Regions from separate parts of the Mus musculus genome. Here region 1 is linked to region 2. Evidence: chromatin contacts called from public capture Hi-C data. All regions are on one chromosome and are shown on one strand. Each heading gives the region's core, a stretch centred on a gene start, on an enhancer-like site or on the middle of the called end of the contact. The rest is flanking DNA. Distances are from core to core; before and after follow the strand shown.

Region 1 (6,844 bases), core at 2,535-5,034, 530 kb after region 2:
AGAGCCTTAGCTCTGCACCCCAACCTGGCCACATCTCTATCACCTGCTTCAAAACCAGTGTCACCAGTGGCCTGAACACAGAGCAAGACAGGACACTTGCCCCTTACACCCTTCCCCGTGTCTGCTGCTCCTTCCCCTGACATAGCTCTATGTGACTCTCCATGGTCATCTCTGCCAGGCCTGGGAGCCTCAGACAGGCCATGCTGACTCAAGAGACAACTGAAGAGGGGGTGCCTCCGGTGGTCTCTTCCCTTCTATACCAAATCCAATGATGACTTCTCATAATCTCATAAATGGGAAGAAAGAGAAGACTTCCCTGTGTGGTATCCACATGGCCTGTGGCAGTTCCTGACTTGTAGGTTGGTCCCCAGGCTATTTTATGTTCCCTGAGGCCTAGGCTGCATCTCCTGGGCTGCATCTCCTGGTATGATATAGGGTCTCCACAAATAGCCATGAAGTGAAGTAATGGGACAAGGATTAAAGCTGGCCCCCAGGAAGGACTTCCCACAGTAGCTTTCTGAGACATCTCCAGTTTTGTTTTTTGTTTTTTGTTTTTTGTTTTTTGTTTTGGTTTTGGTTTTGGTTTGGTTTTTGGTTTTGGGGTTTTTTTTTTTTTTTCCGAGACAGGGTTTCTCTGTGTAGCCCTGGCTGCCCTGGAACTCACTTTGTAGACCAGGCTGGCCTCGAACTCAGAAATCCACCTGCCTCTGCCTCCCAAGTGCTGGGATTAAAGGCGTGCGCCACCACGCCAGCTCCATCATCTCCAGTTTTGAAATAACTGAAGCACAGGCTTAAGCATGCTTGAGAGGTTGACTGCCGGAGGCTGGCTTGGGATCCGCTCAGCAAGAAGTCACCACTCCCTCCAAGGAGATGGTCCAGGGTGACACCTTACAGAGATCCCAGGGGAAGCCCATGTGTAGTTCTAGAGTCTTATATTTGAACACCTGACTAGACCTCGTCTTCCTGCCCAAAGGTCCACAAGACCCTTCCTGTACAGGGGGTAGGAATGATACCCTAATGAAGTTGGAATCAGCCACTTGGCCAAGGTCATCCATCCAATGAGGAGACAGTTCTGAAACAGCCAGGAAGAGCAGGCCCAAGGAGATTCCCAGGAGCAGCCATACCTGCCCGGGAGGAAGGGTGAAAACCTATGCTACGCTCAGGCCTGGCTAAGTGACCAAGCTCTGGAAGCAGCCGGTTCAGGAAGAACAGGGTGCCCCCCTCCCTCTGTCCCTTCCCCTTTGCCCCATCTGCTTCCAGAGCTCACAGGTTTGGTCCCCCTACCAGAGAGCCTAGCCCCAGCCGCCTCATCTGTTATATCTGCAGTCTCTTAGGGTGGTGTGACCAAGACATGACAGGCAAGGGTGTGAGCTAGCCTGGTGCTGGAGCAGTCTCCTTCCAGTGGGAAGAGACTGCACTTATCCCACCCTGGGAGCAAAGAGAGGAGCTGTGGCAGGGAGAACCAGCCTGTGTGGGTGCGTGGCACGCCGAGGTTTACAAATACACCAGAAGCTCACTGGTCTTCCTCGGCAGCTCAGGGGGTGTGAGGAAGAAGAGGGAAGGGTTGGTCCCTCTCACAGATGCACCAGCAAGGAACACAAGCATGTCAGGGACCACAATATGACAAGAAAACAAGGAAGAAGGCCCCAGGGGTGCTGAGGCACACCTCTCTCCCTCCCATCCCTGCCTCCTGTGACCACAACAACACACAGCGGGCACGGAGGATGGAAGGGGTGACTAATACCCCCATACCCAGCATAGGCCCAGCTGGGCTCTACCTGGTGCAGCTGGGAGCTGGTTCCCAGGGGCAGCAGAGTCCAGGAGGCCATACCTGGCCCATGACACCTTGAAGCCCCATTTCTAGCAGACTCCCCAGAAATCCCCATCCCTCCTCTCCCATGCTCCTCTTGGCGAAGTTTCAAGCATCTGACCTCAGCAATGGCCCTTACCTCAGCTGGGCTTCTGGAAAAGGCAATGGCAGGGGGCAATGGGGGAACTTGTGGCCCCAGGGAACTAGAGCTAGGGGCACAATTTAAAAAACAATGAAATTGCCTGGACTAAGAGCCCTACCCCAGGCAACCAGGGAGGCCTCCAAGAGGGAGCAGCCTCTTTCCTACCCTCTGTAGAACAGGTAGGGTGTCCCTGGGTGTGCAGTGTTTGGAGGCCTGGTGGTGTCAATCAAATGAGAAAGCACATGTCTGGACGTGGGATCCGGCCCAGGGAGGCAAATAGCAGTCAGGATCTTTAAGATACCAAAAGGAAGGAAGACTGGACCAGGTTGGGGTAGCCTTGAAGTTTCCACTGCTCCTTTAAGATCTCAGCAGGAAGGGCCCTGCCACCTGGGGACACAGTGAAGACTGGAAGAGTTAAGAAGGGGGACAGACCACCCAGGGAGGCAATGGAACCAGTCTGAGGTTAGAAAAGTAGAGTCCCTGCTCTCTGGCCCACATGCTGTGTGGCTTGGGCATATTCAACCTCCCTGATCTTCATCTGGGATATGGGAAGTGTATACTAGTGAAGAGCCAGCTTTGCAAACAAGCTAGCCGGTCCCCTTACCAGACCAGTGTTACTCGGAAAGAAAGGCAGGTTGCAGCTTTGATTAGTGAGGAGTGGCCACGCCCACCCCTGCCACCTCCTCCTTCTCTGGTTGCAAACTCTCACTGTTCCTTCCCCAGTGACATCTGTCTGGGAGAAATTTAAAATTTAAAACGGGCAGCCCCATTATCTGCTCTCCTTGGCAAACGGCCTCCTCAATTCGCTTGTCTATGCCAGTCCCTTGATGGCCCAGCCTGGGGCAGTCCTGCGGCCACCCCTCTGCTTCCGACTCCGGATGCCCAGTACCTCAGCAGCCCCTCCCTGTTCTGTCCCAGCTGGTGCAGTGCACAGCCCTGGGCATCCTCCAAGCCGGGACACTTCACTGTCCCTGCAGAGGCAGTAGGGAGAGAGGATCAGCCAGACCCAGGTTCAAATCCCTGTAGGGCTTCGTGGCCTCGGGCTGCAGCGGGACCTCTCTGAGCCTTGCTCTCCTGAAAGTCAGAGAATCACAGTGCCTAGGCTTCTTATAGGAGATTAATATTTACTGTTCCCCAATTGAATTTGGGCGCCTAGGTAAAGAGGGCGGATCTGGGGGGCCGGTCCTGTTCTTGAAGCCTGGAAAGATGTGCGGGGCGCCTGGCACAGGTTAAGGAATTTCAAGTGAGGAGGACCCCCATTGAGGCTGTGGGCGAACGGGACTCTGCGCGCGGTCATCTGTTGGCTGTCCCCAACTGAAGGGCTGATCCACAACCAACTATAGGTCTTCTCTTCCCTCTGCACAAGCAAGCACAGGGGTCTCCGGTGGGGGTGGGGACTGGCTGCAGCGGGTGCCTTCTGCAGGGAGCCCAGAGTTCAAGACTCCGCTGAGGGGAGGAGGAGAGCAGGTGCTCCCACTAAGCTCTGCACAAGCTCACCAAACTCCAGCCCCCACACCCGTCCCCGCGCCCGTGGGTACCTGCGGTTTGTCGCGCGGTCGGTCCTCAAGTTGGGACGCGCTGCCCACGGTCTTCCACCGCTCGTGGACCATCTTCCAGCAAGACCAGCGGGGTTGCGGGGCAAGGGCGAGTGCAAAGGAGGCGAGGGGTGCACAGGGTGCGTTGCACTCGCAGGAGGTCCCCTCGGTGCCGGGGATCCGGGGTGGCCCGGGAGCGGCGGCCGCCAGCTAGGCTGCGTGTGAGCGCGTGTGATTGCTGGGAGCGCGGGCGCGAGCCTCCGAGAGCCGCCCGCGCCGCGCCGTCCCCGCGTCCCGCTCCCGCGCCTCCCGCGCGCTCCGCCCTCTTCCTCCCGGCTCAGTCTCCGCGTCTTCGTCTCGGACCCTCAGGGCCTTTTATTGCTCCCCGCGGCTTCCCGAGCACGCGCGCGCGCCCCCCGAGGGCTCTAAGAGTGACTCCCGCTCTAGCCCGGTCGCTGGGGGGTGAGGAGGACTATTCAGCAGCAGCGAGCGTGACGACAGCCACGGGCTCCTCGAGGAACCTGCGCGCCCTGCGGCGCCCCGCGCAAACTTCCTCTCGGGTGGGACTCGTCTAAGTCCCTAGGAAGGGGCTAGGCAGAGACCGTGTGACCCTTTCGGGGCTCCGAGGTTCCAGTCCCGGGGCAAGTGTGCGCGTGGCCCGCTAATCTCCAGCCCTGTGGCCTGGTGCTGGAGTCCCCGACTCCGCAGCCAGGCTGGCCCCTATGGCATCTGCCCACCCGGAGTCCCGAACAACACCTCGCTCCGCCCCGCCCCCCCCAAGCCGGCCTGGAGCTATCCCAACCGCGGGAGGAGGGATCTGAGCCACCAGTGGGGGCTTCTCAGTCGTCCCTCCCACTAGCAACACTTTTTAAAGCGTTTAATCCGCCCGAGCAGCCTTCGGAGGTAATTGACAAAGTCCTTAATCTGCGCGGTTAACGAGCTGCTGTTGTGACTCCGACCGCGTGGCTCCCACGCGCCCCACGCCGAGCCCCGCCAGCCGCCCTTCCCCCCAGCTCCGCAGAGACGCCTGGGCCCCCCGCTATTTCTTAAAGCTGTTTTCCGGCTTCGGGGCGCTCTGGCCGCCTTGCTGTTCCCTGGCACCGGCGTCGTCTCTCTCCCACCGGTTTCCAGTCTGTTGCCTCATCTTCGTCTACGTCCCTCTTCTCGTCCCTCTAGGTGCCTGGCAAGCGTGGGGCAGGCTTTGCGAGGGTGGGGCCCGAGCCTAACACAGACAGAGTGGTCCCGGGACCACAGCTGAAGCTAGGCACTGTGGCCACGTGCCCTTCCAGACTGTCACCAGCCAGAAACTGGATCCCACAGTCTGCACTTCCAGTGTTCCGGGTGGCTGGGGTCTCCCGCGGTCCCAGCCCGGCTTCCGGACAGTAAGCTGCCGGAGTTACTTACTGCCCAGTCACCCCAGGCTGGGGTCAGAAGCCCACATCCTAGAGGATGAACATGTGTCGCCCTGCACACACCCCTCCCCCATGCTCCCTCATCACTTAAGAGGGTTGTAGGTGACCCAGAGATCCTTCAGGCCTAAGCAGGAAACTGTGATTACTGGCCACTGAACCTCTCTTGACTCAGGTTCCCCTTGTATCCAAAGGGTTAACAGCACCTCACTCTGAAGGGCTCTCTCTTCCGGGGTTCAGAGGCAGGCACCATACATAAGCATCTGAGGGGTTAGTGTTAGCTGGGGTTCATACTTCCCGCTATAAACGCAGGCAGGCTTCTGCTCTCTCGGAACCTGTTTCCTCATTGAGCAAGCAAGGATGGAAATGGACGAAGGCTTCCCAGCGCCCTCACAAGAAGCAGGCATTAGGGATGGAGAGGTAGCTCAGCAGTTAAGAGCCCTGGCTGCTCTTCCAGAAGTCCTGAGTTCAACTCCCAGCAATCACATGGTGGCTCACAACCAGCTGTAATGAGATCTGATGCACATTTCTGGTATATGTCTGAAGACAGCTACAGTGTACTCATATAGATAAATAAATAAATAAATAAATAAATAAATAAATAAATAAATAAATAAATAAATAAATAAGAAGCAAGCATTAATTAAGGATCCCAAGTCTGATTCTGCAGTTCCCCGGGAAGAGCTAGGCAAGGTGTACACTAAAAATCACCCTGGGCAGTCCTGGTCTGGAGATGTGGTCCAAAGGTCCCTGGGTGTACACGGAGAGCTGTCAGCCTGTTTAGGATGGTGATACTTGGTTCAGGGGACGCCACTTTGATGGTTAAGACAAGGGAGGCCAAACTCTGAATGGGAGACACACGCAGGTGTGCATGGGCGCCTTCAGGACATTCTGCTTCTGGGTCTGAGGAAGGACAGGTAAGCGGGGGCCACCTAGTGGCTCCTCCCAGCAGTGTTTGCTGCTGGGACCTGTCACCAACTCAGCAAGAGTCCCCAGTTCTCCTGTCTGCTGGAGTGCAGATAGGGGTGGCCTTGCCCTATCTCCACTCTGCCACAGCTGTGCTCTCAGCTCAGTTGACACTAGGACGATCAGTGGTGGCCCTGGGTTGGCAGGAGCACACTCAGCCCCTGTACACAGCACCAGCCCCTAGTGTACACAGGCCCATCAGCCCCATGGGGAGGTGTGAACGGGATGCACGGATGCAGGAGAAGCTCCTGGGAGGAGCCACAGAGCAGAGCAGACCAACACTGTGCCTGTGTGCTGTGACTTCTTGCCAGGCTGATAGGGGCCAAGTGACAGGGACAAGTATGGCTGAGCTAAGCATGCTGGCCTCTGCAGATGCAGCCTTTTAGCCAGCTCAGGGACCAGGCAGGGCTTCACGGAACCCAGGACTCCTGAACTACAAAGACTTAATCCAGCTGGGTGTGGTGGCGCACGCCTTTAATCCCAGCACTTGGGAGGCAGAGGCAGGCAGATTTCTGAGTTCAAGGCCAGCCTGGTCTCCAGGACAGCCAGGGCTGCAAAGAAACCCCATCTCGAAAAACAAAACAAAACAAAACAAAACAAAACAAAACAAAAAAACAAAACCAAAGACTTAATCCAGAACTCTCTGGCACTCTGATCCCACCTCTCTGGCTCACCATGTATTCAGGGTGGTGGTGGTGGCTGTCCTCCTCCCCCTCCCCCTCCCCCTCCCCTCCCCCTCCCCCTCCCCTCCCCCTCCCCCTCCTCCTCCTCCTCCTCCTCCTCCTCCGCCTCTTGCTCCTCCTCCTCCCTTCCCCAAGTCCCCTGAGCGTGAGAACTCCAACTATCAGGCAGTTTCAGTCTGGAAATTTTAGTTGAGATTCTAGAGAGAGGGTCTGGCCAGGTCCTGCCCTTCCTTCTGAACATGGATCCATCAATCGCAAGATGTCAGCTGGCCCAAGGTAGCTGTCCTCCCCAGGGGTCC
Region 2 (7,171 bases), core at 1,384-3,883:
ATCTCTGTCTTAAAGAGAGCGCTTCGCTGAAGTTCATCAGGCAGTTTCAGAACTCAAATCTAAACCTGGGGAGGGTGACACATACCTGTAACACAGGGACCTATGAGGATGAGGAAGGAGAATCTGTGGGTTCAAAGCCAGCCTGCGCTACATCCCCTACCACAAAGCCACTAAGACTCAAGTCTGTGGTTCCCTCCATCCCTTGTATCAGCATAAAGAGAAGTTCCTTGCCATCTTTGGGTCTATCTCTGCCCCTACCTTCTGGGAGAGATTTATGGCTCCCCAGAATCTACAAGGTCTGTCTTCTGAACTTAGCTCCATGAGCTGCCTGAATGTTAGTAAGCCAGACCAGGTTGCCTCCCTGATTAACATTCTCCAATAGCTCCCAGGACCTTTAGGTAAACTCCAGATGGGTTGGTGAAGTCTTCCAGGTTTTCACCTTTGTCCCCTCCTCTGCCACCATCTCCTTCAGTCCGGTTGGGTGACCCACTGGCAGCCTCTTGCTCCCCTTGCCTTTGTGAATGCTGTTCCAATGCTGTCCCAGCTCTTCTGTGACCTTCCTCTCTTTCTCACCGGCTTCTCAGACTTGCTCCATGACCTTCTCTGACCTCTTAGGCTCAGTGATTCTTCCTCTGAGCTCCCAGAGCGCTGGGTCATTCTTCTGTTAACACTTATCTCACTAACTTAGAATTATTTGTTTACATGTCTCTCCTCCGGGTAGGGACCACACTCCTTTATCTTCCCATCCCCCTGTCCCATCAGCACCTCCTGGAGCACCTGACATACAGCTCAGCAAATGTTTGTAGACAGAATGACAAAAACTTCTGTCCTGGGTTCGCAATGTCACCATTTTTGCTGCTGATTGCTACTGTCTTTCTACAGCTGGGCCTCTCTTCTCACTCCAACAGCTGGCCCAGCCCTGCCCAGGCTCTGCGGGCAATTACAGCCTTCACCCAGGGAGGTTTAAAAAGTGAGTTTTTACAAGTGTAGGAGACTAAACCTCCCATTGAACTTGGCTGCAAATTCCACTTTCAAGCCTTGGGGTCATGGCTTCTGCCATATCCCAAGAGACAGACAGCTCTTGAAGATATTGCCCTTGGTCTCTGGCCTCATGTAGATTTGAGTCTCTGGGACATGTCCAGCCTGGCCCCTGCCTATGGCCAGGACTCAGTAACCCATCTCTGTACCCACTTCCCCTTACAGTTAACAGAGTCTTTGTTGGGCTCCCGTGTGTTCCAGGCTCTGGGTCTCCATTGTCTCAGAGCTCAATTGCAGTGGAAGGTCACACACCCAGGCACAGTCCCAGTGATACAGTTTAGTCAGAACTAGGATGAGGACACACAGGGTTGTGGATGCAGAACAGAGTGGTCCCAGCAGCCTCAAAGATGGAGGAACTGAGGCTGGTCCAAAGGAGAAGAGACAGTGTGGAGTGGCTTTGCTCCTGGCTGAGGTGTTTACAGAGGAAGGGTCAAGAGAGTGTCGCCTCTATAGCCCAGAGCTCTCAGCTATGTCCAGGGTTTCTCTGACTTCACCCAGGGTGTTGTACACAGAAAAGACCCTAAGAAATCAAACATGCTTGCCAAAGCTGCCCCCTCCAGTCAAGCAACATCTAATGAGTCACCACCCTGTGGTGGGGTGGACGCTAAGGCACACTCTTCACTCCAAGGGGCTCTTGGTCTGTAAGGACAGAAACCACTGGGAGTGTACCGCCTGGGAGAGTGAAGGGCTGCAACAGAATGGAGGGAAACACCTCTGGCCAGCCCAATGGTGAATGGAGCATTCTGCCCAGCCAATGATGAGTACCCCAACAGCCCAATGGCAGAGAGAGAGCACCCCCAACCTGATTGTGCAGAGGACATCCTCATTTGGCCCACTGGCAGAGGCAGCACCTCCCACCCAGCTGGCAGAGGAACCATCAAAGGATGGTTGAACCCAGCCCAGGCAGCCCCTAACAGGTGCCGCAGCCACTTCATATGCAATCCATGAGTCCGCTTGGACAGGTGACCAGAGGAGTGTGTGCCCAATCCTGTGGAGTCCCCATATGACCTGTAATGATGTCTTACAATACTCAGGGGAGACGGAAGAGCCTGAGGGACTTGGGGTCCTTCTATATTTGGCTTCAGATGCTGCCTACACCATTCAGTAATGGGCTCATCGCCGAGTCTTGCATCAAATACGTTTGGTCTTAGTATCTTCCCCAAGGATTACCGTAAGTTTCCAGACTTTATCTGTGGGATGCCGAGGCCATAGTGAACGCCAGGCTTAGGTTTGTTGATTTTGACAAGAATAATTACAATATTGGGGAGGCTCAGAACCACTGATAGAGGTAGCAGTGAGTGCAAAGCCTGTCTGAGCCAGGCTTGGATTGCTCCTGTGGCCTCTCCGCCCCCGCAGAAGGGCTTGCAGGTGTCCGCGGATTCCCGCACCCTCATCCCTCGCCCTTGGCCGTGGCCCCACCTCCCTCCTGCCTTCTGCCTTGCGTCCTCCTCTAACCTCGGGGCTGGACCAGAGAGCCGAGGGGCTGGGAAAGTTTGAGTCACGCCGCGGGGCGCGGGGGAGGGGTGCGAGAGGCGGGGTGGGCATTAGGGACCGCCTCGGGCTCCCACCAGGGGAACCCCGCCGCGCCCCTGTCCGGTGAACCCGCTAGAGCGAGACTGCACTGCCATCTCTCACTGCGACCTGCGGGTCCCATCAGGGCTGCAGCCTCCGGCTCACCATGACGCCTGGGGCGCAGCTCCTGCCGCTGCTCGTGGCGATCTCTACAGCAGTGGCGGCGGTGGTCACGTCTGACGCGCCCACGAAGACGCTGTCCCCCGCCACAGGAGACGCCACCCTAGCCTTCGTCTTCGATGTCACCGGCTCCATGTGGGATGACCTGATGCAGGTGATCGACGGCGCCTCGCGCATTCTGGAGCGCAGCCTGAGCAGCCGCAGCCGGGTCATCGCCAACTATGCGCTGGTGCCTTTCCACGACCCAGGTAGAGCCCCTCGCCGGCCGTTCTCAAGGTCTCCCCACCGCGCGGCTCTCGAGGTTCCCTCCTTCCCCCCAAGTCCTCGAGGTGTCATGCTTTGGTGTCCTGTCCTCTCCACCCCTCACCCCTGCTGCTCGTCCAGCCTTGCCTGGCGCACAGCAATAAGCAGAACCTTAGCATCTTCTGGCACATTTCCCTTGCCTGGCCACGCCCTCTCCTGCATCCCCAGGTTGGCACTGAGGTTACAAATTTCTAGCAGGCGACCAAAAGCTTCTGAGTCTCACCCTCTCCATTTGTGAAGTGGGAACATGTGTGGGGATGTTGGCAGTAGGTGCCAGGAACCTGTGAGGTTTTTGGTTCTCGATTTTATTTTGCCTGCCTGCCCTTTCTTCCTCCTTCCCTCTCTCTCCCCTTTCTCCTCCTTTCCTTCCCCTTTGTGAGGCAGATCTCCTGTAGCTCAGGCTGGTCTCCCAGTGTTCTGTGTAGTGGAGAATGACTCTGAACTTCTGATCCTCCGGCCTCAGCTTCTAGAGCGCTGGGATCGCAGACCTGCACTAACATAGCCCCTTTATCCGGTGCTGGGGATTGAACCTGGGGCCCATGCACACTAGGCAAGCTCTGTGCCGACTGCCTGTAAGATTTTAGGTGCTGTTTGTTTGTTTGTTTGTTTGTTTGTTTGTTTTAGAGTCCTCTCCCAGCTTGCATGTGAGAAGCCAGGACATGGCTTTCAGGGGGAACTGCAGCCCTTTGTGGAACCCCTGGCTGATAGTAACAGCCTGTTGCCGGTTCCCTTTTGCCTGCCTACTTCAGCAGAGTGAAATTTCCCAGCAAAGCATGGCTCCCTGACACCTGCTGATTCCCCGCTCCCCCCCCCCCCCCCGCAGTCACCCTGTTAGCTCAGGGTTGAATATGCTCCCCGAAGCCTCACCACCAAAAGTCCCCTGCACCCCGGGGAGAGATGTCCCCCACAGCCTCAACCCTAACTACTTTTCTCAACTTTTTTTAAAAATGAAAACATTTCTGCATTACACTGAAGTAGGAGAGAAGCAAGGATCTGAGCTCCTCTCTATGCCTGCCTTACTCCTGAGAGCTACAGTTTGCTGTTTGCTTCCATCTGCCCACATGTCTATCCAGGCTGGCTGTAAAGTCCCCCACTGCAAAGGCAGATTCCACACAGCACTGCCGGTTTGAGGAGACACACTGAGCCGATGGTAGGCTGTCAAGCCTCTCAGGGGTGTGCACATTTGTCAATCACAGAATCTTCCAGGGTCTTGACTCCCCATCCTCCAATCTTCTCTCCATGTTGCCTGAGGCTTTGTTCCTCTCCTCTACGGGGCTCCTCAGGACCAGGCCTCTAGGAAAATACTCCTGGGAGACCCAAAAAGATAATCAGATTGGATGTGTGAGGAGGCGGGGTTTTGCTGGGATGTATGTCAGCCTCTATCTCCCCAACTCTCTCTCCCGACGTTTTGGTTTGGTCTTGGGGTTGCAAAGGTATTATCATATTGTGGGAGCTTAGATACGGTGAGTTCACCCATTAATTGGACTATCTGAGACCCAGGGCACCAACAGGGTTTCCTGAAGCCACCTGCCAGGTGATGCCGTTACTGTTTGACTCTAGAACACTTGGCTCCTATTACAGAATGGGATAGCAGCCTTTTGAGACTGATAGTGTCTTGAGCCCAAAATGGGCACCTGATGGCAGTATCTGCTGCCCCTTCCTGCCCACTAACTTCAGATGCCCTCTGGGCTCTGCATGGGTGCGTGGCTCAGCCCTTCATGCCAACCTTCAGCCTTCAATCCATTCTCTCTTTCCTCTACTTTATCTCTCTAACTTCTTCCTTTTCAAGTTTTTCTCGGTGCTCCTTTTTATCCCCCCTTTTAAATATTTATTTGTGGGTGTGCGCATATGCATGCCACGGCAGGTCTGTGGAGGTCAGAGGACAACTTGCAGGAGTTGGTTCTCTTCTTCCACCCTGTGGGTTCCAGAGCTGGGGCTTAGGTCAATTAGCTTGTCAGCAAGCAACTCCACCCTCCGAGCCATCTCACCACACCTGTGTTTTTTATTTTAAGTCCGTTAAAATTTAAATGATGCTCATCTTCTTTAAAAATTGGTAGTAAAATACAAGTCCAACTTTTCATCAGAATGAAGGTTACCACGGATGTAAAGGAATTTTTCCAAGTGAAAATGGCCCTCCAACTGCCAGAAATGAAAACTGCAATCCAGCTGATAGGAAAGAGTTGAATAGTCATCATTTAAAATGAACATACAGACGAAGCTCCATGGCCCCTTCCCCTTGCTCCTATAGCACCACAGCTTTGAAGGGACCAGGGATGCTCTGAAGAGGACCAGGATTGCTCTAGGACCAAGGGTGCTCTAGAGAGGACCAGGGATGCTCTGGAGAGGATAGGGGGTGTTCTAGAGTTGACTGAAGATGCTCTAGAGTCATATAGCTGATTTTGAAAGTGCACATGAACTTTTTGATTGACACATGAACGTCCTAGCAGCTTTGCCATCACCACCACATTTCTGGTGCAGAGGGAGCATCTGTAAACACCAGGTAGACAGGAGTTGAAAGGAAAGCCGGACCCTAACTCTGGATGCATTTTTCTTCATGCAACCTTGTATTTCTCTGGAGTTCGGGTTTCTACTGTGCATTATACTGCATGAACATTCATTCTAACAATTTTATGTTCAATTTTCCAATATGGAAAGAATTTTTGAGACAGACTTGACCTCAGGAGGTGAACAAGGAGGGTCCCCTCTGCTTAGGTGTGGTGAGCATGTCCATTCTCTGGGCACCCTGGTAGCTACCTCATTTTTTTTTTTTTTTTTTTTTTTGGAGAGGACCAGGGATGCTTTGGAGAAAAACTAAATTACATGATGTCCCACAGCAAACATGGGGGGGAGGGGCGGAAATCAAAGGACAACTTGCTGAGACAGCGTTCTCTCTCACCACAGGCTCAGTAGGGCTGGCGCAAATGCGCTTACCTGCTGAGCTACCTCACTGGACCCTCAACCCTTTTTCTTTTTTAACAAAGCAAGCAAACAAACTAGCAAACAAACCAACCCTTCCCCCAGGCTACCTAAACCATCCTCCCTAAAGCTGCCCCCAGATTCCAGTCTGGGGGGCAGAACATGATGCATGCAGCTGACATGGTACCTCACACCTGCAGTCTCAGCCTGGGGGGGGGGGGGTGCTGAGGCAGGAGGATTGGAAAGCTCAGGATCAAAATACTGTCTCCAAATGAGGGGGTAGGAGTCACTTAGGTACATCGCCTGGCCATCACTCAGTCTCAGGGAGAGGACGTTGGGGGAGGGGGGGACACTGAAAGACTATGAGGAAGCAGGATTATAGGAGGGAGCATTGGATGTTCCTGCCAGGGACACGCTTGGAATAAAGGATTTCCTGGGGTGAGTGGCTGGCTGGGTAAGGGCTAGAGGACAGCATGACATGTAGGGACAGGTGTGTGTGCATGTGTGTGTGTGTGTGTGTGTGTGTGTGTGTGTGTGTGTGTGAGAGAGAGAGAGAGAGAGAGAGAGAGAGAGAGAGAGAGAGTGTGTGTGTGTGAATGTGTGTGTGTGTGTGTGTGTGTGTGTGTGTGTGTGTGCCTCCTGGAGGAAGTGGGGCAGAGCAGGGCTGGTTGTAGCCAATCCTGCTGCCTGCTGCCTATAGCTGCCAAGGACTGGGAGGCCTTGAATTTCCTTGTATGGGCTTGTAGCGCTGCACCCTGAGCAGGCATCGCAGCTGGGCTCTGGCTGTGTCTGCTGAATCTGCAAATGGTGTGCCCTTCAGTAGAGGATGAACTGGAGACACAGGGGTTTCTGACCTGCCCCTCAGCTCTGTGTTCTGGGAATGCTTTCTTAAGGGAAGTTACTGGGTGTTTTGCGGGGTCTTGGTAATGCTCCTAGGATGCACAGCCTTGGAAACAAAGAACAACTTTAAGCTTTGGAAATAGTTTCCGTATGTTTTTCATTGCAAAAAGCAGGGCCAGCAAGACGGCTCCGTGGGTGCTTGCTGCCAAGCTTGGTGATCTAAGTTTTATCCCTGGAACTCACAGGGTGGAAGGAGAGAACTGCTTCTAGAAAGTTGTCCTCTGATGTCCATGCCTGTGCTATCCAATCAGGGAATGAATAAGGAGCCGGAGAGATGGAGAGATGGTTCAGAGCCCTGGCTGCTCTTTCTAGAGGACCTGGG

What was found. Capture Hi-C pulls out chosen DNA fragments and counts their contacts.
Region 1: a contact with region 2 is called in a capture Hi-C map of embryonic stem cells, with 2.3 times the contacts expected there. The contact joins the promoter of Fibcd1 here to the promoter of Hmcn2 in region 2. A contact is called at or near these places in 1 of 39 promoter capture datasets (hematopoietic stem and progenitor cells) and 1 of 9 other capture datasets (embryonic stem cells).

The regions. Positions count from the first base shown.
Region 1 is chr2:31,842,221-31,849,064 of GRCm38.p6, forward strand. It overlaps Fibcd1 (fibrinogen C domain containing 1), which reads right to left and starts at 3,785. Exons shown (of 7, transcript NM_178887.4): 1 at 3,491-3,785. The coding sequence starts at 3,562.
Region 2 is chr2:31,311,699-31,318,869 of GRCm38.p6, forward strand. Hmcn2 (hemicentin 2) reads left to right here and starts at 2,634. Exons shown (of 98, transcript NM_001370902.1): 1 at 2,634-2,978. The coding sequence starts at 2,717.